5 separate regions of the Sus scrofa genome follow, and regions 1, 2, 4 and 5 are each linked to region 3. Evidence: chromatin contacts called from public Hi-C and HiChIP or PLAC-seq data. All regions are on one chromosome and are shown on one strand. Each heading gives the region's core, a stretch centred on a gene start, on an enhancer-like site or on the middle of the called end of the contact. The rest is flanking DNA. Distances are from core to core; before and after follow the strand shown.

Region 1 (2,700 bases), core at 52-2,551, 900 kb before region 3:
CGCTGCGAGACCCCTGGGCAGCTCCTGCACGCCGGCCCTCGCGGGGACACAGGCGCACGCAGACCCCCGCGCAGCCCGCGCCCAGTCCTCTCTCCGCTCCGCCGTGTTTTTTTATGAATGAAAATGTGGTATGCAAATGAGAGCGATTCAAGAAAACGAAATGGCGGAGCCTGGGCCCCAGAGGGCTCCCAAAAGGAGCGTCGGGCGAGCAGCGGGGCGGGAGAGTCACAAAGTCACTGTGTTAAAACCCACCGACGCCGGGGAGCCGGAGCGGGGGTGTCAGGTCTTCCGCTCCCGCCGCCGAGGATCTCGGGGGGAGGGGTGTTTGTGAGTCCCCGGAGAGGGAGCGGGGACAGCCCCGAGGTCACCCGCGCGCCCTTGGCCCCCGCAGCGGCCACCAGCCCGCCGACTCAAGGCGCGCCCCCAACGGCCCGCAGCAGCTTTTGCCCCCTCCTCACTTCAACAACAAGGGGTCAAATCTCGCATCCTAAACCCACAGACCAGCTATTCGCTGCACCCCACGCCAAGTTCACCCAACCAGCGTCCCCGCCCGCGTCCTCAGCCCCGGACTCCACGCTGCCCCCGCGGGACACCCTCGTTCCACCCCGCGGCCAAACTTACTCGTCCGGGTGTGTTTCTTCGGTCATTTTCCTGTTCACCTAGACGCCTGTCCCGCGGCGAGCAGCTTTGCTCCCTTCATCTTCCTGTCCGCTCACCCCCCTTCTTCACATCTCCGGAGATCGCCTGATTTGGTGGGGGCGGGGGGGGTGCTAAAGATGAAGGGGGCGCCGCAGAAGGCAGAAGGGGAAGCTGGGTGACCGGAGCGCGGGGTGAGGTCTGGAGGAAGGGGTGCACAGGCAAGCTTGGGTCGGGGGGAGCGAGCGCCGCAGCGCCGAGGGTCGAGGCGGGCGGGGGCTCGGGGTTCGGAAGCGGGCAGAGGGGAATGATTTGGGCAGGGGACGGCGGTGGGGGAGAGGAGGAGAAAAACAAGCTCTCCGTGGAGCGGCGGGGACTGCGGAGAGCGGGAGAGGGCCAGCAGCCGGTGGGGGCTCAGCCTTGGGTCGCCCCCGGGGGGCTGGGCCAATCACGGTTCCGGGGAGCGGTCGGAGGCCGGGGGAGGTGCGCCTGGGAGGCGGTGCAGGGCGCCCCGTCCGAGCCCCATCTCTCGACTCCACCGATTTACTCCATATTGGATTCTCACCGCCGCCAACAGGAGGAGGAAGTAGGGCGGAAGCGATGACGTCTTCCCAGCCGCCAGAGGTGGTGGAGTGCAAAAAGCTTCCTACTTGCGACCGAAAAAAAAAAAAAAAAAAAAAAAAAAAAAAAAGGAGAAAAAAAAAAACTTTGTCTCGCCTATTGAGCATGCTCGGCTTCCTTTCCCCCTCCCTCCTGGCTTCCACTCCCGGAGGAGCCCGGGAGCGGAGTTGTTTGCGCCGCGTCTGACTCCGGATCCTCCTTAGTTAGGCTCCGGGTTTTAAAATGCCCGAGAGGAGGGAGGAGGCGGCAGCCGGGGACTCGCACACATCTGGCTCCCGTTTGGCTCCCTCCCTCCTTCCAAACGCCTGGATTAAAATTCAGAGGGTGAGGAGAGGAGGGGGGTAGACGTAGAGCTCTGGAGGGGACTGGTGGGGTGCTCCGGCTCAGAAGACCAATTACCCGCCACCGTGGGGCCGGAGGGTGGAGGCGGTACAGGTGCCTCTGCCAAGATTCTGTATGGCAGAGGCTTTTCAGTTACACATGAAATCTTGTGATTTTTTTTTCTTGGTAGGGGAACGGGCATTCTAAAGGAAACATTATTTTGTGCATTTTATAAAAAAAGGTAAATCCAACAAGCCCAGAAACTTGCATTCCAGTAGAAATGATGGATTTTCCCAGGTTAAAACGTAAACCCAGGAGTTCCCTTGTGGCTCAGCGGGTTAAGGATCCTGCATTGCTACTGTAGCTGCTCAGGTCACTGCTGTGATGCGGGATGGATCCCTGGTCCACGAATTTCCATATGCCCCGAGCACGATAAAAAAAAAAAAGGTAAACCCAGGAGTTCCCATCGTGGCCCAGCGGAAACGAATCCGACTAGGAACCATGAGGTTGTGGTTCGATCCCTGGCCTTGCTCTAGTGGGTTAAGGATCAGGCGTTGCCGTGAGCTGTGGTGTAGGTCGCAGACGCGGCTCTGATCCCGCGTTGCTGTGGCTCTGGCTTAGGCCGCGGCAGCAGCTCTGATTAGATCCCTAGCTTGGGAACCTCCATATGCCGCTGGTGCGGCCCTAAAAAAAGACAAAAAAGGAAAAAAAAAAAAAGTAAATCCAAATATGGTTTTTTAGTTGTTCAGTAAATCTCTCTCAAGCTGGTGGAGGATGGTCCTTGACCCAGGCCCTTGAAGGCCGCCGATCCTGGGCCAGAGGTTACCATCCACATGGGCTTTGGCACAGTGAGATGGGAAGATGGAGACCTCCTCGAGTCTCCCCTCCATGCACTCCCCTTTGTCTTTAAATTATTTTCCTGCCTTGGCCTGGGACCATGAGCCTGGGTGGGTTCCCGCTTTCTAAAACAGCACTGTCTAGGCAATGGGCAGACCACCTTTACAATTGCACACAGAATCTTTGCTTGGCTTGATGCTCTGCTGTTGCAGTCTTAAAATTCTTTATAGTGTTTGAACAGGGAGCTCCACATTGTTTTCCTTGCCATGGGTCCCACAAATTCCA
Region 2 (2,700 bases), core at 61-2,560, 830 kb after region 3:
CTATGCTTGTTTGATTGTTGACTAGTTTTGTCTTTAAATAATGGTCTTCTTTTGGCATTTAATGTATATTTGTTCGCAATAAACATAATTTATGAATATTTTAACACATGTGTACTCAGTGGGGTGGATTATCATACTGATATAAATAGAATTAATGAGCAGTCAACCCGCCACATGTCATGACATATGACTGGGCAGCTAGAGCACAGAAATAATTCTTGTAGTTTCATAATAAAGCTTTTTTCTTAGTTTAACTTTTTCAAACTATTCACTGTCTTTATTTTCCCTTTATTTTGGAGTATGAGTCACCAACTAGGAAACAGGATTCTGGTTTTCCTACAAGCATCTCCTTTTTGACATTCATGAACTATTTTCTTGTCCTTTAAAACTAAATAAACATATTTGAACAAACTAATGCCTTTCGGCCAACTTTCAGAGAATTGGTCGTAAATAATCATTTTACTTATTTCAACTAGAAAAAAAAATCGATGGATTTCTCCTCTTCTTTTCATTTTGTGGCAAGAGTCTGATCACACCCCATAGCTGCTGGCAGCTCTTTACAAGAACAAAAACTTTTAAAATTCTTTTAAATTCTAAAACAAATCTGATGACCGTATCACCTGGATAAAATCATCCTGCAGAAAACATCTTCTTAGCCAGTTATTTGTGTTCCTTGCACCCAAAGCAACAATCTGTTAAGCGTGCCTAATAAGATTTTTTTTTTCCTAAGGAATAAACCCAGTGGTATAAAGCCACCTCTTCAAATGATAGGTATGGGGGTGAACACGGGCATGCAAAATTTCCAGTTCAACCAGATTTCATCTGACCAAGAATTATGTGCATAGGGATGCAAATTGAAATTGAAGAGGAATGTTATTTCTTTTTATTATTTTTATAGCTTGATGACGGGGTAAAAAAATGGGAAAAAAATTAAACTAGCATGTAGACTGCACGGTCCAGATGATCTGACGGGAGGAAGGCTTTGGCAAAGATATTAGAGCATGACTTTTGAGAGATACAGATGGCAGGGTTATAGCCTTTATTCCTCTTATCTTTCATTTTCAAAGGGAATATTCAAAGCTTTTTTGCCACCACCAGCCCTCCACTTCTACGTTCACATTTAAAAACACTGCCTCCCTAAACCAAAGTTCTGGCCTAAAACAGGCAAGCCCCAGGATGCTTTAAGAAAATGACAGAGTGTGACACCATGCTCCTGGTCATCTGTTAGAGGAGGAGACTGCACTCGACAGGGCTGGGGGCTGATGAACTTCCCTGAAGTGTCTCCCTTGGGGAAATTCAGCTCTTTCACCGGCAAAGAAAATGGGCACCACCTAGTGCTTTTTTGATGCAAAGGCTGTTTGCACTGGTGTGGACCTGAGTGGACCTGAGTGGGCCTGTGTGTTGGGTGGCTGACCTCTACAAAGGGAAAAAGAAAGAAGTCAGTTGGCTTTACCCTGTAGGCCAAAAAAAAAAAAAAAAAAAAAAAAAAAGAAGTAAAAATTAAAAAGCAAACTATAAGCTTAAGACAAATGAATTTAGTGCTTCAAACTCAGGGATTTTCAAACTCAGGGATTTTCTTGGGCTTTTTCTTTTTTTAAGCAATTGTTTGTCTGTTCATGAGAAATAACATTTTTACTCACTGAGACGATAATGATAATTTCTCTTGTATAATTTTTTTTTTTTTTTGGCCTCTTCATTTGGTCTGTGGCTAACTTGTAAACATTTCTAAGAACTTTCATTTCATCCAAAGTGACAAAGCAGAACAAGCCTTCCCACCACCCCCTAATCCAGTCTAACAAGGAGCCTGTCTGTGGAGTTCTCCTAACACAACAAATAGCTTTTATGAAAAATGGTTTGTAGCACAAAATCTTTTGCAATGCAATAAGATCAAGTTAACCCTCATGCCTCTAGGAAAAAGCCTGGGAAGTTTTATCTGATTGGCAAAATGGACCCAGATATGAGTTCAAGGATTGAGTACACTTTGATGAAATTTCACAGCAATGAAGTCTGATTACCTGAATGATTGCTTAAGCCCTTTAAAAAATAACTCAAGGAAGCACTAGATTTTTTTTGTTGTTGTTGGGAAAACAGATGGTCCTGTAGGGAACAGGAGAGTAACTATTCCAGCCTGTTTGCTTTCTCTATTACACTATGCTTCGAATTACTGTTGCCACAGTTGCTTTTAGGAAATAACGATCATGATTTCTCTGCTGCGAAGAGGTGGAATGTTCCGCAATACAATTAAAAACCTTAGTGTAGGCAGGGTGGAGGGTACAAACAGGGAGAGTGAGGAACCTGCTATACATAACCAGATTAACAAGGGGCCTGCTACACATCCAGGAACTAACTAGCTGACTTTAAACTCATTAGAGATCTGCTTATTCAATATGCTGCCCAACAGAATCCAGATGGAAAACAGTCTTCAAAGAAACAGATAAAAATATTATAACTACTATCAGTGTCTGAGCTAAGCAACCTGGATATAAAGGAATGAAGAAGGCAAAACCTAAGATTCTGAACTTTTCTCCTTGGCCGATAGCAAATTCTGGTTATAAGATGCTGATAGCACTACCTACATACAGCACTCGTCACTTGTATTACGAACGGAGTTAAAAAGTCTAAAGCATATTCATATCTTTAGCTATTTTATTGCTGTAATTTAGGATATTAAAGTTATTCCCTTAAACAAATTAAAAAATG
Region 3 (2,700 bases), core at 107-2,606:
GGGGGAGGTGGGCGTTGACTCCCGCGAAGTATTAAAAGAAGCAATACTTGTCACTTAAGGAAGTACGTGCGCTTGGTGGAACCTGATTCCAGATCTAAGTTCTGATGCTCGCTCTGTGTCCCCAGTTTCTCAAAAGCTCACTTAACAGAACCTTAAGCCCTATTTGTCGGACCGATGCAAATTATCTTTTGGTTTGCGCATTAAGAGTTGACTTCAGTACATTTTAGGGCTCCTATTCTTTTCTAAACAACCTTCGCGGATAGGAGCACCCAATCTTTCTCAAAACTCTTCCCCTTACCTAACCCCCCTCCCTACCCCCCACCTTTGGGGTGAAGGTGGGTCGGCAACTGGTGGAGTGTAATGAGGGTAGGGGTGCCGGGAGTGAGGGGCCCTCTACTTTGGGGGAGTCAGCCTTTTGGCCACCATCAGGGCGGGAATCAGGACTGGCAGTTTGCATTCCCGGCAGATCGAAGCTCCCTGCTGATCGATTATTTGATAATTGATTTTCCCCGCAGCCAATGCGCGGCCGCCTTGGCGGGAGCGCCTCCTGATTGGCCGAGCCCTCCTCCCCGGCTGCCTACCGAGATTTGGGTGAGCTCATTTTCCAGTCGACCGCAGGGGGAGTTTTCTGCGAGGTTTCAGCTGGAGGGAGGGGGAAAAAAAAAAAATCCTGTTCCAAGCTGAGCGAGCTGCGAGCCCTGCTCGGGGATGTGAGGTTTCCAGCCCGCTGGTCGAGCTGCTGCGACTGAACCTTCTCGGCAGACCAGGGCTCTGAGGGCAGGAAAATAAAAACGAAAATAGCACCACTAAATATAATAATAAAGGGCAGCCTTAGGGTGGGAGAATAAAGGAAAGGAAATTTTTTTGTTTGTTTAAGCCAGAGAATAGGTGTTTAAAGGAAGAAAGTTAAAATTAGTGGCTGGTTGGAGCCTCTGAGTTGTGCGTAGGGGGCAGCTTTTTGTCTGAAATCTCAATCCCCGGAGTGAATTTCTTTTTCTTTGGCACTGGGAGTTCTCCCTGAGCCTTGTCTGGGGGATTGGAAAGGAGAGTCGGGCGGGAGAAGAGCTGGGGAGGAGAGCGCGGGGCGTCGCCGGGGCAAGAGCAAGGCCGAGGCCGGAGCCCCTCGGCTCCTCGAAGACAAAGGCGGCGCGGCCGTAGCCCCAGCCGAGCGCGCCAGCCCAGCCGCGCCGCGCCCTGGGCGCACGGCCGCCTCTCCCAGAGCAAGTCGGAGAAAAAGCCTCCCTCCTCGTCTCCCTGGCCTCGGCTCCACCCGCGAGGTCTGGGCTGCTCCGAGCCCGCTTCGGGTTTCGCTTTCTGGCGATCATAAATAGCTTCGTGTTTGTAAACAGGCGCTGGGGGCACATTCCCGGCTCTCGGTTCATTGTTCCCTCCCTTCCTCTCTCACTTCGCGCAGAACGCCGGGGCTGAGGCTGCGGGCCTCCGGGACCAGGAGATGGGGGCGTCCAGATCCCCAAAGTGAGAAAATGCAAGTATTTCCTTTCTTTGGGCCGAGTGTCCACCTCCGACCGCAAAACAACAACAAGAACAACTAGAAGCTGGATCTGCAGAAAGCCCCAGTCATCTCCACCCCACGTTCTCGGGACTCCTTAGCAGAGCCCAGTCTTGCTCCTGCTCCTCCTCATCCTCGCTCCCGGTTTGACTTTTCTACTTGGGGCGTTTGGTTCTAAGAATCCACTACTCTCTGCATCAGCCCTCCTCTGCCCCGCAAAACACTGGCAGACCCCAATAATTTCGAAGAAAGTCAGGAAGTCTATGTGCGGAGTCCTGTGCAAAATAACTCCCGCTACTGCTTGCCCCGCGTTTATTCCCAATTTATTTCAAGAGCGTCAGCTTTGGGGAGAGAGTCTGTAGGGGGAGGGAGAAAAAAGAATACGGAAAATAAAGCCGGCAGCCGGGGGCTACTGCCCGCGCTTGTGCGCGTGTGCCCTGGGTGTGTGGGTGTTTGTGCCTGGGCGTGCGATTTAATGGAGCGCCTCTCTGCCTCTCCAGTGCGGCCAGAGCTCGCTTCGCGCACCCACCCCTGCCTAGGAGCCTACTTGCTGCAGCCCAATGCATTGTGTAAGACGCGACCTGTTATGGCCACCACTACTTCCGGGTTCTAGCATTCTGGTCGGAATCCACCTCTCCGCCTGTGCAACACACACTTTACACACGCACGGGGACTGCAAGCGGGCAGCATCGATCGTGGCTCCTTTAAGACAAACTCAGACAGACATTTTTTTTTTTAACCCTCCTCCTCTAATCTCCCTCCAGTGCAGCAGTTGCAAAGAGGGAGAGAGAGAGAGAAAGAGAAAGAGCAAGCGAGAGAAGAGAGAAACTGATTAGGAATTAGGAGTGATTCAAGGGAAGCGAGCGCTAGGGCTTTGTGCATTTGAATATTAACATTTGAGGTGTTCTGACCAGAAGAAGAGAGAGCGGATGATCATTCATTCACCACGTTGACAACCTCGCCTGTGATTGACAGCCGGAGTGGCAGAAAGCCATGAGATTTGGTAGTTGGGTCTGAGGGGCGCTCTTTTTTTTTTTTTTTTTTTTTTAACTGATTTTTGGGGGAGAGAAGATCTGCATTTCTTTTTTTTTTTTCCTTTTTTCTTTTTCTTTTTTTTTCTTTTTTTTTTTTTTTTTTTTTTTTTTTTGCCCCCGCTGCTGTCTTGGAAACGGAGCGCTTTTATGCTCAGT
Region 4 (2,700 bases), core at 124-2,623, 890 kb after region 3:
TCTCTGTAATAAAACAATTGATATCACCTTATAAAATGTTATTTTATCTTTTACAATTCAATATACAATCAATTTGCACTCAATTTAAGGATATGTTTTCAGGCAGAGATTAAACTTCTTTTTCCACGTGTATATCAAATTGACTAAGCACAATTTATTATCAAAAAGTCCTTTGCCCACTGCTCATGGAGCTCCCGTTGTGGCACAGTGGTTAACGAATCTGACTAGGAACCATGAGGTTGAAGGTTTGATCACTGGCCTTTCTCAGTGGGTTGGGAATCCTGCGTTGCCGTGAGCTGTGGTGTAGGTTGCAGACGCAGCGCGGATTCCGCGTTGCTGTGGCTCTGGCGTAGGCCGGCAGCTCTGATTGGACCCCCAGCCTGAGAACCTCCATATGCCACAGGAGCGACCCTAGAAAAGGCAAAAAGACAAAAAAAAAAAAAAAAGTCCTTTGCCCACTGTTCAGAAAGGTCATCTTTGTCCTAAATCAACTGTACATTTATGTCGTTGTCTGTTTCTAAGCTATTTATTCTGCTTCTTTTACCTATCCTTTCACCATTACCACACTGTCTTAACCATCTGGTAGAAACCCATCTTCAGTGCTCTTCAGGAGATCTTTAAGAGTTTCTTGGTCATTTTCAGCCCTTCCCATTTCCATGTCCATTTTAAAATAACACACACACACATCTCTACTATGACTTTGGATTTGCTTTGAATCTATAGATCATTTTGTGAAGAACTGACATCCTAACAATATTGAAACCTGCAACCTATGAACACAGTATAATTCTCCATTTATTTAGGTTTTCAATTCCTTTGAAAATATTTCATAATTCTCTCTGCATGGATATTGCAATCTAGTTAAATTTATTCATAGTTAATTGATCTCTTGTATGCTATTACAAATCATTTCTTCAAAACGTCAGTGTTATATTTGCTACTAATCTATTGAAATACAATTGATCTTTGAATATGACTTTGTATCAGCAACTCTGTTTATTAATTTAATAACTTCCATTTTTGATTTTTCTATGCACATATCATCTGCCAGTTTTATGCCTTCCTTCCTAAACTATACCTTTCATTTCCTCTTCTTGAAAAAACTACAACTCACAATAACATAAATCCGAGTAATGTGTAATTCCAACTGTAAATTCAATAAAAAGATACCAGTGGATTCAAACTTCTTTCCACCTCACATGCTCCCCCTCTCAGCCCCACAGAGCCAAAGCACTACCTCTTAACAACTACTTCCTACCCAGACCGGTCGGGGCAGAGCAGAGCCGGCTCGGAGGTGGGCTGCGGAAGCGCGCCTTCTGCATCGCGCCTTCGGCACCCTGGACGCCCCGCCCCTCGCCGGACGCAGCCAATCAGCGCCCGCCCCTTGCGAGCGTCTCAACAGCCAAAATGGCGGCGGCCATTGGCGCAGAGTCCCGCTTGTAGTTCCATTGCCTTACTCCTCCCATTGTAAAATGTGAAAGGAGACGCGGCTAGCAGAGGGGGTCCTAGGCAATGAGTCGGCGAAGAAAACATGGGGACAGTCCTGGCCTGAAGAACACGCCGCGCAAAGCGACGGCAACTGAGGAATGCAGCTCGGTGGTCGAGCCGGGGAAGAGGCGGCTGAGGTCGGCCCACGGCTCGGGGCCCCGCGGGGCTAGAGAGAGGCCTACCCGGCCTCTGCCGCAGCAAGAGCAACCTCCAGCAGCCGCTTCGTGCAGTAAAAGTAACCCCGAGGGTGAGACGTGGGCAGCGCGGCCTCTCAGTGCCTCTGCGACTCAGCTTCACAACCCCGTTCCTAACAGGGAAACGCCGGGTAGGGGTGGGGGTGGAGTCTGACCTCGTGTTTTCTTTCTCTGGGTTTCTCCCGCGTGAGTCCCAAATTAACCCAACACCACTCCCCCACGGCTTTGGTCCCCCAGTTTGAGCACTGCCTGGTTAGGTTGTACAGCCCACGTGTTGCCCCTGCCACAGGAATAGATCGTGGGGGTTTACCTGTTGGAGGGAGGAAGGCTAATTGCTAGGCTGCTCCTTCAGGCATCAGCAGTGGCTGAGAGAGGGGAAATAATACCTGTTGCCTTCAGCGTATTCCTAGAGAAATTATTTCCCTCTAAACATTTTGCCCTGACTTGATTTACAGAAGGGGCCTTAGGAAAGCTATAGCTGTCTGTATCCTCAAAGCCTTGGTGATGTATCACATCGTTAGGAATAAACCGGAAGTTCCTTTGTATAAGGTCCCTCAAAGTAGGAAACTAAGGGCCCCTGAATATTTCATTGTGAACCATTTTTGGTGTTACATTTTTTAAAGATTTCTAATCCTGGGAAGAACTGAAACTCATATAAAAGCTCTTTTCTAGAGCGTGGTCTTAAAGCACAGCCTCTGTTACCTTTTTGTTTTTAGTTTACTTTGACAAAGTAATTGCAGAGTAAACAAAAAAAAGTGATACTAGACAAAACTTCCCAAGAAATGGATCACCAAAGCTTTTTGACATAATCAGTGTAAGTTAGATAGAGTTGGTGAAAGGAGGCTACACATATACTTTCACTAAAGTGTCTGTTGGAATGCTTTTGATTTTTGAGTTGTATCTGTAAGTTGCAGGTAGTTCCCCTAGCCTCCAAGTTCCAGTGGTAATACAGGTTATCCAGTATTGTCCATGTATAGAGCTACTAGATTATCTTAAAATATTTGCTATTTACAGTTAA
Region 5 (2,700 bases), core at 55-2,554, 720 kb before region 3:
TTCTTTCATTTAATCCTTACAACCACTCTATGATTGGATACTGTCATTATACTCATTTTACAGGTGAGAAAACTAAGACTCACAGAAGCTAGTATAAAAGTCACCCAAATGAGAAAGGGTAGACCCATTATTTGAATCCAGGTGCATCTGACTTACAAAGTCTGTGCTCCTGGTCACCAGCTATGCTCTTTTCTCTGTATGTGGAATTATTTCCTTAGCATTGTTTTATGGAAGCATAATTATGGAGCCAAATGTCACATGTTAATTTATAACAATCTTAGTACCTATTGCCACTGGCATGTTTTATCTCATGCTTATGAACATTGGGTATTACTATTAAAAAAAGTAAATTTGACATGCAAAAATAACATCTTATAGATTTCATTTGCATTTATTTGATTGCTGGAAAGGGTATACAATTCCTTACATTTATAAATGAGTTGTAATACCTCTGCTCTGAATTTTCTACCATGCCCTTTGGTTTATTTACCTAATGGGATCTGGGCATATTTTTTATTAATTTGTATGAGCTCTTTACATAATACAGATTTTAACCCTTTGTTACATTGCAGCATTTTTTTTCTGTTGTCTTCCAATTTCTGTATGATTTTTAAAGATTTGAAATGATTTACCCCCATCTAATTATTGCCCAAAGATGAATTTATTTATTCAGTGATAAATAGGTCTTGGTCTGATTCTTAAGCTTATCACAGAAATCTTTATTTGCACTATTTATTCTATTTCTTTATCTCTCTCTCTCTCTCTCTCTCTCTTTTTTTTTTTTTAGGGCTGCACCCATGGCATATGGAGGTTCCCAGGCTAGGGGTCAAATCAGAGCTGCAGCTGCCATCCTACACCACAGCCATAGCAACACCAGATCTGAGCCACGTCTACGACGTACACCACAGCTTTTGGCACCCACTGAGCAGGGCCAAGGATTGAACCCTCATCCTCATGGATGACTAGTTGGGTTCTTAACCTGCTGAGCCACAACGGGAACTCCTATTTCTTCTATAAGCACTGATTTAGTAGCCTATTTTGTATAAAGCATATGTTAGGTACCGGGGTACCAGAGAGTGTCTGTAGGGATGGGAAAAGGACAGAAAAAGGCTGCTTACCACTTCAAGAACTTCAAATCTAGGTGGCATATGTAGTCAGGGATACATGCAATGTCTCAAATAATAAAATGACACAGGACAAGACCCCATAGTAATGAGTAACAGATAAGTTGTACAGTTTGTGCCATCAGTTTAAGTGAAGCAGGAATGCAGCTATTACTTACATAAGTCTATTTATGTAACTCACCTGATCTTTGGTTTCAGATAGAGCAGAGTTCAAACACAGGTACTGACATTTATTTGCTATGTGATTTTGGATAAGTTACTTAATTTATGACCCTCCATTCTGAAAGATACTTTTTGGAGGAAAAGAAATGCCTCATCTAAGATCTAAATTCAATAAATGTGTGCCAGAATGTGAGACACTTTTAGGTAGCTGTGAATTTTAGGGAAAGATAATATTTTACTGGGCCATTCTGGAGTCTCTAAATCATACCAAGTGTAAGTTTACAACCTCCCCTGAATTCCACAGAGGTCAAGTTTAGAACATGGCACAGACTGTCCTGGTTACTTCACCTCATTCATGTAATTGATATTCACTGGCACTTAACCATGTATCAGGCACTACCGGCTATGGGGACTTTTATATCCTCTTTAAGATGTCTTATCAAAAGTTGTCCCAAATCCAGGATAAAATGATTTTTTCCTCCAAGCAGTTGAGGACCTATACACCAAACAGGTTTTTTTTTTGGAAGAGATTATAACCGATATCCACTGTCTGGTTACACGTAAGCTCCCAGTGGAAATGTCCGTGAATAGCAAAATGGAGCCCACAAGAAGCCCCTGCGTGGTCCTGCCTTTAGGGGCTTGTGCTTGGGGGCCTGGCTTTAAGAGCTGCTGTGAATTTTGCCCCTAAGGTGGGTGCTGCCAGCCCAGTGAGTACTACTGATTAGTACTCTAGACATTGATGACTAAACTCAGGTACCTCTTTTTTTTTTTTTTTTTTTTTTTCTCTTTTCTTTTTATGCACTCGTGGCATACGGAAGTTCCCAGGCTAGGGGTCAAATTGGAGTTGCAGCTGCTGGCCTACACCACAGCCAAGGCAACAGGGGATCTGAACCATATCTTCCACCTACATCGCAGCTCGCAACAACACTGGATCCCTGGCCCAATGAGCAAGGCCAGGGATCGAGCCCCTACCCTCCTGGATACTAGTCAGATTCATTTCTGCTGCGCTACAATGGGAACTCCAGGTACCTCTTTCTACTTCAACTTTTAGGCAAGCCAACTTAGCTTCAAGACCTAGGTCCAGTGATGGTGTGACCCCAGGGTTGTGGCCAGCACTACATGTCCACTTCTCTAGTTTTTTACTAAAACTGAATGTTATCAGTGTTTTAACTTTTGCCTGTGTCAAGTATTTTTCCATCTCAACAGACTTCCTTGAAGTCATTCTTAATGGACACATGGTATTCTATCACCTAGGACTGCTATAGTTTGTTTAACCTTCTTCTTACTGGCTATTTAGATCACTTTAATAGTTTGTTATTTAATTCTTCACAAAACTCAGCTTTATTATTATTTTTTATTGCTTTCTAATGAAGCCAGCACCAGATGGACTCCCACTGCAGTGTAGGGGAAATGC

What was found. A called contact is a pair of places that touch in the nucleus more often than the background predicts. HiChIP or PLAC-seq counts read pairs in DNA pulled down with a chosen protein or histone mark.
Region 1: a Hi-C map of mesenteric adipose tissue shows a contact between it and region 3, with 1.8 times the contacts expected there. The contact joins the promoter of SPRED2 here to the promoter of MEIS1 in region 3. A contact is called at or near these places in 3 of 47 Hi-C or Micro-C datasets (heart right ventricle, mesenteric adipose tissue and skeletal muscle).
Region 2: a Hi-C map of omental adipose tissue shows a contact between it and region 3, with 1.6 times the contacts expected there. The contact joins the enhancer-like site here to the promoter of MEIS1 in region 3. A contact is called at or near these places in 5 of 47 Hi-C or Micro-C datasets (alveolar macrophages, embryonic fibroblasts, epiblast stem cells and 2 more).
Region 4: a contact with region 3 is called in an H3K27ac HiChIP or PLAC-seq map of skeletal muscle, with 5 times the contacts expected there. The contact joins the promoter of ETAA1 here to the promoter of MEIS1 in region 3. A contact is called at or near these places in 4 of 47 Hi-C or Micro-C datasets (embryonic fibroblasts, fibroblasts, heart right ventricle and 1 more) and 1 of 2 datasets of contacts at active chromatin or transcription factors (skeletal muscle).
Region 5: an H3K27ac HiChIP or PLAC-seq map of skeletal muscle shows a contact between it and region 3, with 7 times the contacts expected there. The contact joins the enhancer-like site here to the promoter of MEIS1 in region 3. A contact is called at or near these places in 6 of 47 Hi-C or Micro-C datasets (embryonic fibroblasts, fetal skeletal muscle, mesenteric adipose tissue and 3 more) and 1 of 2 datasets of contacts at active chromatin or transcription factors (skeletal muscle).

What each region holds. Positions count from the first base shown.
Region 1 is chr3:76,526,247-76,528,946 of Sscrofa11.1, reverse strand. It overlaps SPRED2 (sprouty-related, EVH1 domain-containing protein 2), which reads right to left and starts at 1,301. Exons shown (of 7, transcript XM_021087442.1): 1 at 622-1,301. The coding sequence starts at 647.
Region 2 is chr3:74,796,026-74,798,725 of Sscrofa11.1, reverse strand. No RefSeq gene overlaps it. Among named protein-coding and RNA genes, the nearest start is that of ETAA1, 61 kb to the right of the region's middle. Within about 2 kb of position 1,310, at least 9 of the 83 cell types and tissues checked have an H3K27ac peak or open chromatin away from gene starts, as enhancers often do. A contact at or near this core is called in omental adipose tissue, where this site is marked.
Region 3 is chr3:75,624,511-75,627,210 of Sscrofa11.1, reverse strand. It overlaps MEIS1 (homeobox protein Meis1), which reads left to right and starts at 1,356. Exons shown (of 12, transcript XM_013996097.2): 1 at 1,356-1,486. It overlaps LOC106509799 (a long non-coding RNA gene), which reads right to left and starts at 792. Exons shown (of 5, transcript XR_002342631.1): 1 at 1-792.
Region 4 is chr3:74,735,456-74,738,155 of Sscrofa11.1, reverse strand. It overlaps ETAA1 (ewing's tumor-associated antigen 1), which reads left to right and starts at 1,373. Exons shown (of 6, transcript XM_021087430.1): 1 at 1,373-1,813. The coding sequence starts at 1,513.
Region 5 is chr3:76,346,530-76,349,229 of Sscrofa11.1, reverse strand. No RefSeq gene overlaps it. Among named protein-coding and RNA genes, the nearest start is that of SPRED2, 180 kb to the left of the region's middle. Within about 2 kb of position 1,304, at least 2 of the 83 cell types and tissues checked have an H3K27ac peak or open chromatin away from gene starts, as enhancers often do. A contact at or near this core is called in skeletal muscle, where this site is marked.